Linked DNA regions of Mus musculus: regions 2 and 3 are each linked to region 1. A link is a contact called in public promoter capture Hi-C data. All regions are on one chromosome and are shown on one strand. Each heading gives the region's core, a stretch centred on a gene start, on an enhancer-like site or on the middle of the called end of the contact. The rest is flanking DNA. Distances are from core to core; before and after follow the strand shown. Region 1 holds the start of Klhl34 (kelch-like 34). Region 2 has its middle 390 kb from the start of Rps6ka3. Region 3 has its middle 330 kb from the start of Rps6ka3.

What was found. Promoter capture Hi-C pulls out the DNA fragments that hold promoters and counts their contacts.
Region 2: a contact with region 1 is called in a promoter capture Hi-C map of embryonic stem cells, with 8 times the contacts expected there. The contact joins the enhancer-like site here to the promoter of Klhl34 in region 1. A contact is called at or near these places in 8 of 39 promoter capture datasets (3T3-L1-derived adipocytes, the C10 cell line, the HPC-7 cell line and 4 more).
Region 3: a contact with region 1 is called in a promoter capture Hi-C map of hippocampal neurons, with 16 times the contacts expected there. The contact joins the enhancer-like site here to the promoter of Klhl34 in region 1. A contact is called at or near these places in 8 of 39 promoter capture datasets (the 3T3-L1 cell line, the C10 cell line, cranial neural crest and 5 more), 3 of 484 Hi-C or Micro-C datasets (cerebellum, forebrain and muscle stem cells), 3 of 115 datasets of contacts at active chromatin or transcription factors (astrocytes, forebrain and neural progenitor cells) and 1 of 9 other capture datasets (embryonic stem cells).

Annotation. Positions count from the first base shown.
Region 1 is chrX:157,816,919-157,820,282 of GRCm38.p6, forward strand. Klhl34 (kelch-like 34) reads left to right here and starts at 1,517. Exons shown (of 1, transcript NM_001081667.2): 1 at 1,517-3,364. The coding sequence starts at 1,517.
Region 2 is chrX:158,868,530-158,871,443 of GRCm38.p6, forward strand. No RefSeq gene overlaps it. Among named protein-coding and RNA genes, the nearest start is that of Rps6ka3, 390 kb to the right of the region's middle. Within about 2 kb of position 1,367, at least 4 of the 459 cell types and tissues checked have an H3K27ac peak or open chromatin away from gene starts, as enhancers often do. A contact at or near this core is called in embryonic stem cells, where this site is marked.
Region 3 is chrX:158,922,581-158,925,873 of GRCm38.p6, forward strand. No RefSeq gene overlaps it. Among named protein-coding and RNA genes, the nearest start is that of Rps6ka3, 330 kb to the right of the region's middle. Within about 2 kb of position 1,356, at least 45 of the 459 cell types and tissues checked have an H3K27ac peak or open chromatin away from gene starts, as enhancers often do. A contact at or near this core is called in cerebellum, forebrain, hippocampal neurons and 1 more, where this site is marked.

The DNA.
Region 1 (3,364 bases), core at 267-2,766:
TTCTGTTTGGTGTTTCTTATAAAAATCACTTTGTAGGGAGGGGCCCCAGAAACCACAACTGTCCTGAGCCTTGCAACTTTACTGCCCATTGTCTTGTCTTGGCATTGAGAATGTGGCAGCCAGTCATTAGATCAGAGCATGGGAAAGCAGAGAGGAAACTAGAAGAAATTACATTTTTTTTTGAGGAGTTGTCATTCAAAGAAAGAAAACTCGAGTTAGTTATAACTTCTTTCTCTGCATTGCAAAGAGATGGTTTTCATAAGCGCAAGAGTACCCAAGAGAGCTAGCTCCCCTGGGGTCAGAGGGCAGGGGTTGGAATGTAAAACCAGGCAGCTTGGGAGACTCTGCCTGCCTTAGGAAGGGCAAGTGCCCCTGAATTTCACACAGGGCACAAGAACTTGGCCCAGAGCTTGGGGTTCTCTCTGGTTTAGCTCTTCCTAGAGTCTTCTCTGAGCAGAGGCCTCCTCTTAGGTGTCAGTGCGCAAAATTGCCTCTTAATCCCAGCTTGCTCCCGACTAATTAGAACTTCTTCAAAGCCAAAAGATGAGCCTGAGGCTCCTTTTCCCATGCACAGGGGCACCAAAAGGGCCTCCAGCCTAGCCAGGTATCCCTGTCAACACATTACCAGGACAAGAGTCCCAAGGGAATTGGGCCCTTCCTTAGCTTTTGCCACCCCTCCCTCAGCTCAGCATTCCAAGGGACGCCCCCTCCCTGCGGTTCCTGGAGGCCAGTCAGGTCACAGAAGTCATTGCCCTGGCTCAGGAAGCTTCCTGCTGAGCCTTTGTGCGCTTCGCAGCCAGCAGCTGGGACGCAGGGCGGGGCGGGTCGCCCGAGAGCCAGCCGGCCAAGGCGAGCACTATTCCTGTCGCTGTGAGCTACCGGCTTGTTATGTACAGCGCCCAATCACGCTCCCAATCCTCTAAGCTGACCTGCTCTCCCCCCAGTGCCACAGGCTTTGATTTGATCGTTCTCTCAGAACAAGCTCACCCCCCAGCCCCCTAGCCAGTTGTCCTCGGACTGTGCGAGTGTCTACGGAGCAGCCACGATCAGAGCCACCATCCTGCTGTCCTGGGGCACCCACAATAGGGCCACATCCACGCATCTGGCCTTCTGGAGATTCAGTACCCTCGACCTCTCCAGGTGATGGTGCGCGGCCACCGCCGCCCCTGGTGTGCAAGTGTGGGTTCCCCAAATTGTGTAGGGGAGGCGGCTTTGGGCAACGCGCTGTCATGCTCACCAGCTGAAAACAAGTCTAGCAATACCGAGAAGACTCCGAAATCCACACCCTCTGCTACTAGAGGCTTTTGGAAATTGTCTCTACATCTTACTTTGTCTGAGAGGGGCACGGAGCAACAGCCAAATCTGGATGAAGGAACCTTAGGTTTTAAGCTGAGCAGGCAAAAATCAGCCTTTGCTAGGGGCTCAGCAGCTGGACAGCGGAGGTGGGGGTTCCGTGTTATGGGATGCCTCCAGCCGCGCTGGGCTGGCTCCATCCCAGCTTCCCGCCTTGGGCATCATGAGTTACTTCCTGTCTTACTGCAAAACCCACGGCAGCTCTCTTCTCACTGGCTACCAGGCCCTACGCGCTGAGGGCTTCTTGTGCGACGTGACACTGGAGGCCGAGGGCAGTGAGTTCCCAGCACACAGGTCACTTCTGGCGTGCTCCAGCGACTACTTCAGGGCCCTGTTCAAGAGTCACACTCAGGAATCGCGGGCTCGCGTAATTCACCTGCGTGTGCCTTCAGCGGCCGGCCTACAGCGCCTGCTGGACTTCATCTACACTGCCTGGCTGCCCCTCTCCATGGACACTGTGGAGGACACTCTGGAGGCTGCCAGCTACCTGCAAGTCACCGAGGCCTTGGGACTGTGTGCCCACTACTTGGAACGCCAGCTTGCCCCAGAGAATTGCTGTTTCATTGCCAATGTGGCAGCTCGATTTGGCCTGGCCCGCACCCTAGGTGCAGCGGAGTGCTGTATTGTACGCCACCTGGGGGGCCTGTTACTGATGGGCACTGGCCCCTCGGGGCTGTTGGAACTCAATCCTATATCAATGAAAGCTGTGCTGGGCGCCCCTGACGTGGCACGGGTGCCTGAGACGCGGCTGCTGGGCCTGGCACTAGCCTGGCTGCAGCAGGAACCCAAGGTCCAGCGCCTGGCACATAGTTCAACACTGCTTGGATGCATCCGCTTTGGCCTGGTGCCTGCTGGTGTGCTGCGGCGCATATACTCGGGCTCCGGTCTTATATTACCTACTAGGATCAAAAGCCTCATCATCCAGGCCCTCAATTACCATACAGCACCCTCCAGCCAGCCGCTTCTGCAGGGAGAACAGACTAGTGTTCGGAGTCCCCAGACCCGTATCTTGCTAGTTGGTGGTCTCAGAGCTAGGGAGATGGTTACCGAGGAGATCATGGGCCTACCAGAGGTAGTTCAGAATCGGCACCCTGCACCTCAACCAGAGGAAGAGGAGGGACAGGAGGAGGAAGAGATGGAGGAGAAGGAGTGGGAGCTCACCCAGGATGTGGTGTCCTTCGACGTGTATAACCACAGCTGGCACAGCTTGACACAGCTGCCCACACCACTGCTAGGCCACAGTGTATGTACCACTGGCAACTTCCTATTTGTCCTTGGAGGGGAGAGCCTTCCTGGCAGCCCATCTAGTTCCCTGGCTGCCGGCTCAAGGTCAATCACAGCCTTAGTGCACCGTTATGACCCGCGCTTCCACACTTGGACACAGGTGCCTGCCATGCGAGAAGCAAGGGCCTACTTCTGGTGTGGTGTGGTAGGTGAGAGTCTCCTGGCTGTCGGAGGCCTGGGCATCTGTGGTGAGGCACTGGCCTCAGTGGAGATGTATGACCTTCGCAGGGACCGCTGGATGGCAGCTGGACAGCTACCTCGGGCAGTACATGGTCACGCAGGTGCTGTCGGGGATCATGGTGTTGTGTACATCTCCGGGGGCAAGGCTGGGAGAGGTGAAGGAGGCACAAGTAGCCTCCGGGATATGTACTCCCTTAGCCCCGGAGAGAGAGTGTGGAGCAAGAGGGCACCCATGGGCACAGCTCGCTATGGGCACTACCTTGTGGTGCTGCGAGGTGCAGTGTTTGCCTTTTTGGGGAGATATGAGCCCTTCTCTGAGATTGAACGCTATGACCCCTGCACAGACCAGTGGACTCGGTTGCGGTCGCTACCCTATGACCGCTTCTGCTATGGACTTGCTGTGGTGGAAGAGACAGTGCTGCTGCTGGGTGGTCTCAAGTGGCGGGACTCACGCCAGGTGCCAACCCGGAACGTAGTGGGCTATGACCTGGACCTGGACCGTTGGGAAGATATAGGCTGTGTGCTGCCCTGGGCATGGAGTGGCCTT
Region 2 (2,914 bases), core at 117-2,616, 1.1 Mb after region 1:
GCATACGTTAAAGTACCCAGATAAATTATTGGTAAACAAATTCTAAGATAAATTTTAAAATAACAACATTGATTTATTGATTAAATTTTTATTGAATAATTCATTTTCTTTCTGTAATGATGGAAGTAGATTCTCTGTATGCTATAAAACTAAATTATTAGATACATATATAGTAATTATTTTTATTCCATTGTAGTTTTTGTTTATATACAGAGGTAGTTTTAGCTCTTACAAGACTTGTGGATTTAATTCAATGTTCTCAAGTACTAAGACTCCTTCCCTAGCTGGCATGTGGAGATGGTTCTATAAACCCAATACTCAGGAGGCAAAAGAAAGAGCCAGAAATTCAAGGTCATTAATCTCAGTTACCAGTGAATTTCAGGCTATCTTGAGTTACATGAGTAACTCTTTCTAAAAACAGCCAAAACAAAAAGGAGGGCTCCCTCAGATTTTGTTGATTCATATATCTGTTCTTCCTTTGTTTTCAACTTTTCTGTTCTCTTCTGTTTTATTTATTTCTAATCAAGTTTTAATTGATTTTTGTTTAGTCTAATTTTTTAATTTTTTATTAGATGTTTTCTTCATTTACATTTCAAATGCTATACCGAAAGTTTCCTATACCATCCCCCACCCCGCCCTGGTCCCCTACCCACCCACTCCCACTTCTTGGCCCTGGCATTCCCTTGTACTGGGGCATGTAAAGTTTGCAAGAGCAAGGGACCTCTCTTCCCAATGATGGCCAACTAGGCCATCTTCTGATACATATGCAGCTAGAGACATGAGCTCTGGGGGTACTGGTTAGTTCATATTGTTGTTCCACCTATAGGGTTGCAGACCCCTTCAGCTCCATGGATGATTTCTCTACCTTCTCCATTGGGGGACCTGTGTTCCATCCTATAGATGACTGTGAGCATCCACTTCTGTATTTGCCAGGCATTGGCATAGCCTCACAAGAGACAGCTATATCAGGGTCCTTTCAGCAAAATCTTGCTAGTGTATGCAATGGTGTCTGGGTTTGGTGGTTGACTGTGGGATGGACCCCCGGGTGGGGCAGTCTCTGGATGGTCCATCTTTTCATCTTAGCTCCAAACTTTGTCTATGTAACTCCTTCCATGGGTATTTTATTCCCTATTTTAGGGAGGAATGAAGTATTCACTCATTGATCTTCCTTCTTCTTGATTTTCTTCTGTTTTGCAAATTGTAGCTTCATATAATGAATTGGGTAGGGTACCTTCTGCTTCTATTTTGTGGAATAGTTTGTGAAGAACTGAGATTAGATCTTCGTGGAAGGTCTGATAGAACTCTGCACTAGATCTTGGTCCGAGACCCGCCGAACTTAGGAAATTGGTCTGAACGGGTGAGAGGGTGCGCCGGAGAGCCTGACAGCTTCTGGAGCAGGCGGAAGCACAGAGGCACTGGGGCAGCACCCTTTGTGGGCCGGGGACAGCCAGCCACCGTCTGGACCGGAGGACAGGTGCCCGCCCGGCTGGGGAGGCGGCCTGAGCCACGGCAGCAGCGGTCGCCATCTTGGTCCGGGACCCGCCGAACTTAGGAAATTAGTCTGAACAGGTGAGAGGGTGCGCCAGAGAACCTGACAGCTTCTGGAACAGGCGGAAGCACAGAGGCGCTGAGGCAGCACCCTGCGTGGGCCGGGGACAGCCGGCCACCGTCCGGACCGGAGGACAGGTGCCCGTCCGGCTGGGGAGGCAGCCTAAGCCACAGCAGCAGCGGTCGCCATCTTGGTCCGGGACCCGCCGAACTTAGGAAATTAGTCTGAACAGGTGAGAGGGTGCGCCAGAGAACCTGACAGCTTCTGGAACAGGCAGAAGCACAGAGGCGCTGAGGCAGCACCCTGTGTGGGCCGGGGACAGCCAGCCACCGTCTGGACCGGAGGACAGGTGCCCGCCCGGCTGGGGAGGCGACTTAAGCCACAGCAGCAGCGGTCGCCATCTTGGTCCCGGGACTCCAAGGAACTTAGGAATTTAGTCTGCTTAGGTGAGAGTCTGTACCACCTGGGAACTGCCAAAGCAACACAGTGTCTGAGAAAGGTCCTGTTTTGGGCCTTCTTCTTCGGCCAGGAGGAGGTCCAAATACAAGATATCTGCGCACCTTCCCTGTAAGAGAGCTTGCCAGCAGAGAGTGCTCTGAGCACTGAAACTCAGAGGAGAGAATCTGTCTCCCAGGTCTGCTGATAGACGGTAACAGAATCACCAGAAGAACAATCTCTAAACAGAGTCAACTATAACTACTAACTCCAGAGATTACCAGATGGCGAAAGGTAAACGGAGGAATCTTACTAACAGGAACCAAGACCACTCACCATCACCAGAACCCAGCACACCCACTTCGCCCAGTCCAGGGAACCACAACACACCTGAGAACCTAGACCTAGATTTAAAAGCATATCTCATGATGATGGTAGAGGACATCAAGAAGGACTTTAATAAATCACTTAAAGAAATACAGGAGAACACTGCTAAAGAGTTACAAGTCCTTAAAGAAAAACAGGAAAACACAATCAAACAGGTAGAAGTCCTTACAGAAAAAGAGGAAAAAACATACAAACAGGTGATGGAAATGAACAAAACCATACTAGACCTAAAAAGGGAAGTAGACACAATAAAGAAAACTCAAAGCGAGGCAACACTAGAGATAGAAACCCTAGGAAAGAAATCTGGAACCATAGATTTGAGCATCAGCAACAGAATACAAGAGATGGAAGAGAGAATCTCAGGTGCAGAAGATTCCATAGAGAACATCGGCACAACAATCAAAGAAAATGGAAAATGCAAAAAGATCCTAACTCAAAATATCCAGGAAATCCAGGACACAATAAGAAGACCAAACGTACGGATAATAGGAGTGGATGAGAATGAAGATTTTCAACTCAAAGGTCCAGCAAACATCTTCAACA
Region 3 (3,293 bases), core at 106-2,605, 1.1 Mb after region 1:
GATAACAGTGTAAAAAAAACTTTGGCTATTTATATTAAACTCCTACCAAAACAGCATGCAGTCCCCTCAACTTGGGACGATAAAAAGAATTCCAGAGCAAATAAAGTTACCTGGAGGGACAGGGTCTCCTGGTATAATTTAGGTTGGCCTGAAATTCACTATATAGCCCAAGCTGGCTGCACACTACCACCAGTCCTCCTGCCTCGACCTCTCGAGTGCTACGATTACAGGCTTGAGGCACTAAATGTGGCTTGAGGGGTACTTTTAAAGTATTTTGACTCAAAACCAATGAGATGTGTTGTTTAAATACAGTACACCTGAAACTCTGAGCTGCCCACTTTTTGCCTCCTTGTAAAAAGTCCTGCCATGTGCTGCCCATCTTTACTTAAGTACTTCGTTTGAAAGGTCAGCCAGTTCTATTAGAAATTCTGCTCAGCTTGATTTCAGTCTCTGTGTCCTGCTCTCATTTGATAAGGAATGCATGCCAATGATCTACGGTTAGCTGCTTGGTGGCGACTGCTTTTCCTCCCTAAAGCCCTTCCCCGGCTTTTCTTTCTCCCTCTCCACCACCCACATGCTGCTCTTATTCGGACTACTTCAACTGCCTCTATCACTCATCCACACCATTCCTGGCCTCCCTGTGCACCCACGTGCATACCCTTAGTGTGGCTCCATTTAACCCCTTGCTTGCCTGACAAATACAAACTCAACTAGGCTGGCGGAGTCTAGCACTCACGGGGACTGTGCACAGGTTTTGCAGTTCCCACCCAGAAACTAATCAGGCTCCCATCAGCAAACAGATCACATTACATAAGGCAGCTGGAAGGCGGCTCGGAGGCTGGGAAGCCAGATCACAAGGCTGCTGCTTCACCCACGTGCTGGTGAATCTTCCATCAGCCCCTCGGGAGAAGCAAACCCAGACGTCTGTAGTTAACAGCGTACATTTTGTGCCTGCCAGCGAGCACGCAGGTATAGAATACAATCTGCTAGGTTTTACGTCCATGTACCCCCAAATCAAAATACTCAGCAGAGACCATGTAGCCCCCAGGGAATACAGAAACATTTTTCCTTCTTTGAAATTCCTTCAACTCTTTATTAAGCCTCGTACTTATCCGAGAATAGCTTTTGTTTTACTGCCTGGGCAGTATGCGTTTAATGACTAATGGGCACAAAGCAGGACAACCCTGTCACACACACACACACACACACACACACACACACACACACACAAATGGGTAACCCAAATTCTCCCTTCCTGCTCCTTAGATAAGCCTTCACACTTCACTGCTCAGTGGAAAGCAAAGAAGGCATGGGGTGAACTGAATTCAGCTGTTGTTACCTGATTCTGACCACACTGGAAGGAGTCTAATTTTCAGGCACAGATTTGGTTTACGCAGTGAGTGGGCAGGTGGAACCTCCTCCACCTAGAAAGGAATCGTGATAAGGGAGAATTTTTTTTAAAGGTGGGGGAAGAGCCTAGAAACGAAATCCGTTTTCATCGCACGTGATGTGTGCAGATCTTAAAGTAGGTTGTTGCACTTCTGCACTGGGCTGTGTTTTGCCTTCGATGGATGCACATTCAGCTTGAGGCGATGCTGATAGCCGTGATTAAGCAGCGCTTCCAAGGGAAAATGTTTTGTTGTTTTCCTACCAAGATAGGAAATGCTTGTTTAGTATGCAAGAAAACTCCTCCCATTTCTGAAATGGAATTTACGTTATACGGTCTTTTGTTAGATGGTTAAGATTGCACTGCATGGTAGAAAGGACGTTAGGAGAATTTTAAGTGAGAGAGAGGGAGGAAAAAGAATGCAGGAGATAAAGAAGGGTGGGAGGTAGATACGAAGGGGGAGTGTAAGGGGGAAGAATCCAGGAATGCTTAAGCAAAGTAGAGAAAGAAAGGGGAGTGTGGATCCATTGTTCACAATAGAAGGGCTAGTTAAAACCACCAATTTCAGGAGCCAGGAGGGCATCTCGATTAGGGAAATCCCAGCTATGTGCAGCCCCTACCCCGCTGGGAATATCTGCTGACAGGAATGTAATGGAAAGTGTAGCTGATGTGAGAATCACCAGAGAAAGAAAGCCTAGGACTCTGCTGGGGAAGAGGATTTTTCTCAAACAAGAAAGAAGTGAACCCATTCATTCTAAATGAAAGATGCCAAGTGTATATACAAAGATGGAATATAGAAACTCTCCCAAAGGGACATTAAACACTGTAATTGCGTCATTGTCTATAGACCTGCAGCCGACTTCCATCTCAAACAATATAAGAAAATAACAATTCTTCATGAATTATTCAGAGGTTCCCTTTGTGGCAGTCACACACTGTACAACTAAGGCCCCACAGATCTTCTTCAAGGAGCCTGTGGAACTATTTCTTACATAAGTGTGGGAAGGTGGCAGCTGGCTTTAAGTTCAGTGACAATGCTTTCAGCCTATTTGACTAATAATTTCGAAAGTCTTTTGCAACAACTTTGTAACACTTAATGCTGAATTGTGTTTAGTGTGTCATGTTTTGGACATCTTGGTCAGTTGCCTTTGCTGTAGCTGCCACTATCAATGTTAATGATAATAATATTTTGTTGGTGCAATGAGGTTGTGTAATAAAGAAGACAAAAGGAAATACTGTGTGCTCCACAAGGGGCTGAGAATTGATTTTATTAAAGCTTTGCTGCCACCTAGTGATGCATTTGAAGAACTACCTGATTTAGACCGAAGTCATTCCAATGCATTTTAAAATACCAGTGCAACTGTTGGGAGGGCTAGCAACCAAAATACTAAAACTACAATGTTAAGCATTCCAGTAATATGAATATAATCAAAACTGTAATAAGTTTCCTATATATTATACAACTCAGTTACTCAAAATGTATCAAATAAAAGTGTGTTATAAACCAAACCATTAAAAACAGTTATAGTCAACGTTTATGTAATACCTACCCCATTTATATAAACCTATCTTGTGCCTGACATGACTTGATACAATGGAGAAAGCCCCTGAAGTTGGGAGCTCCTATCACAAGCCATACCCACAAGTAACTGTCCATCTATTTTCTATATAGAGTATACAAGTGTGTTCAATGTAGGTCCCCATATTTGTTTCAGGGGAATTTTCATAATTTGTTAGAGCTAAAGGAACCTTGCAGTTCAAAGATTGACATTGTCATTTATCAAACACATGAAGTTAGTCCAAGTTCAACTGCTTAACATTATTGAGCACTACACATTTTTTTTTATACAAGCAGCCAGGGTGGTCACTTGTAAGGTTGTTTTTTGTTTTGTTTTGGGTTTTTTTC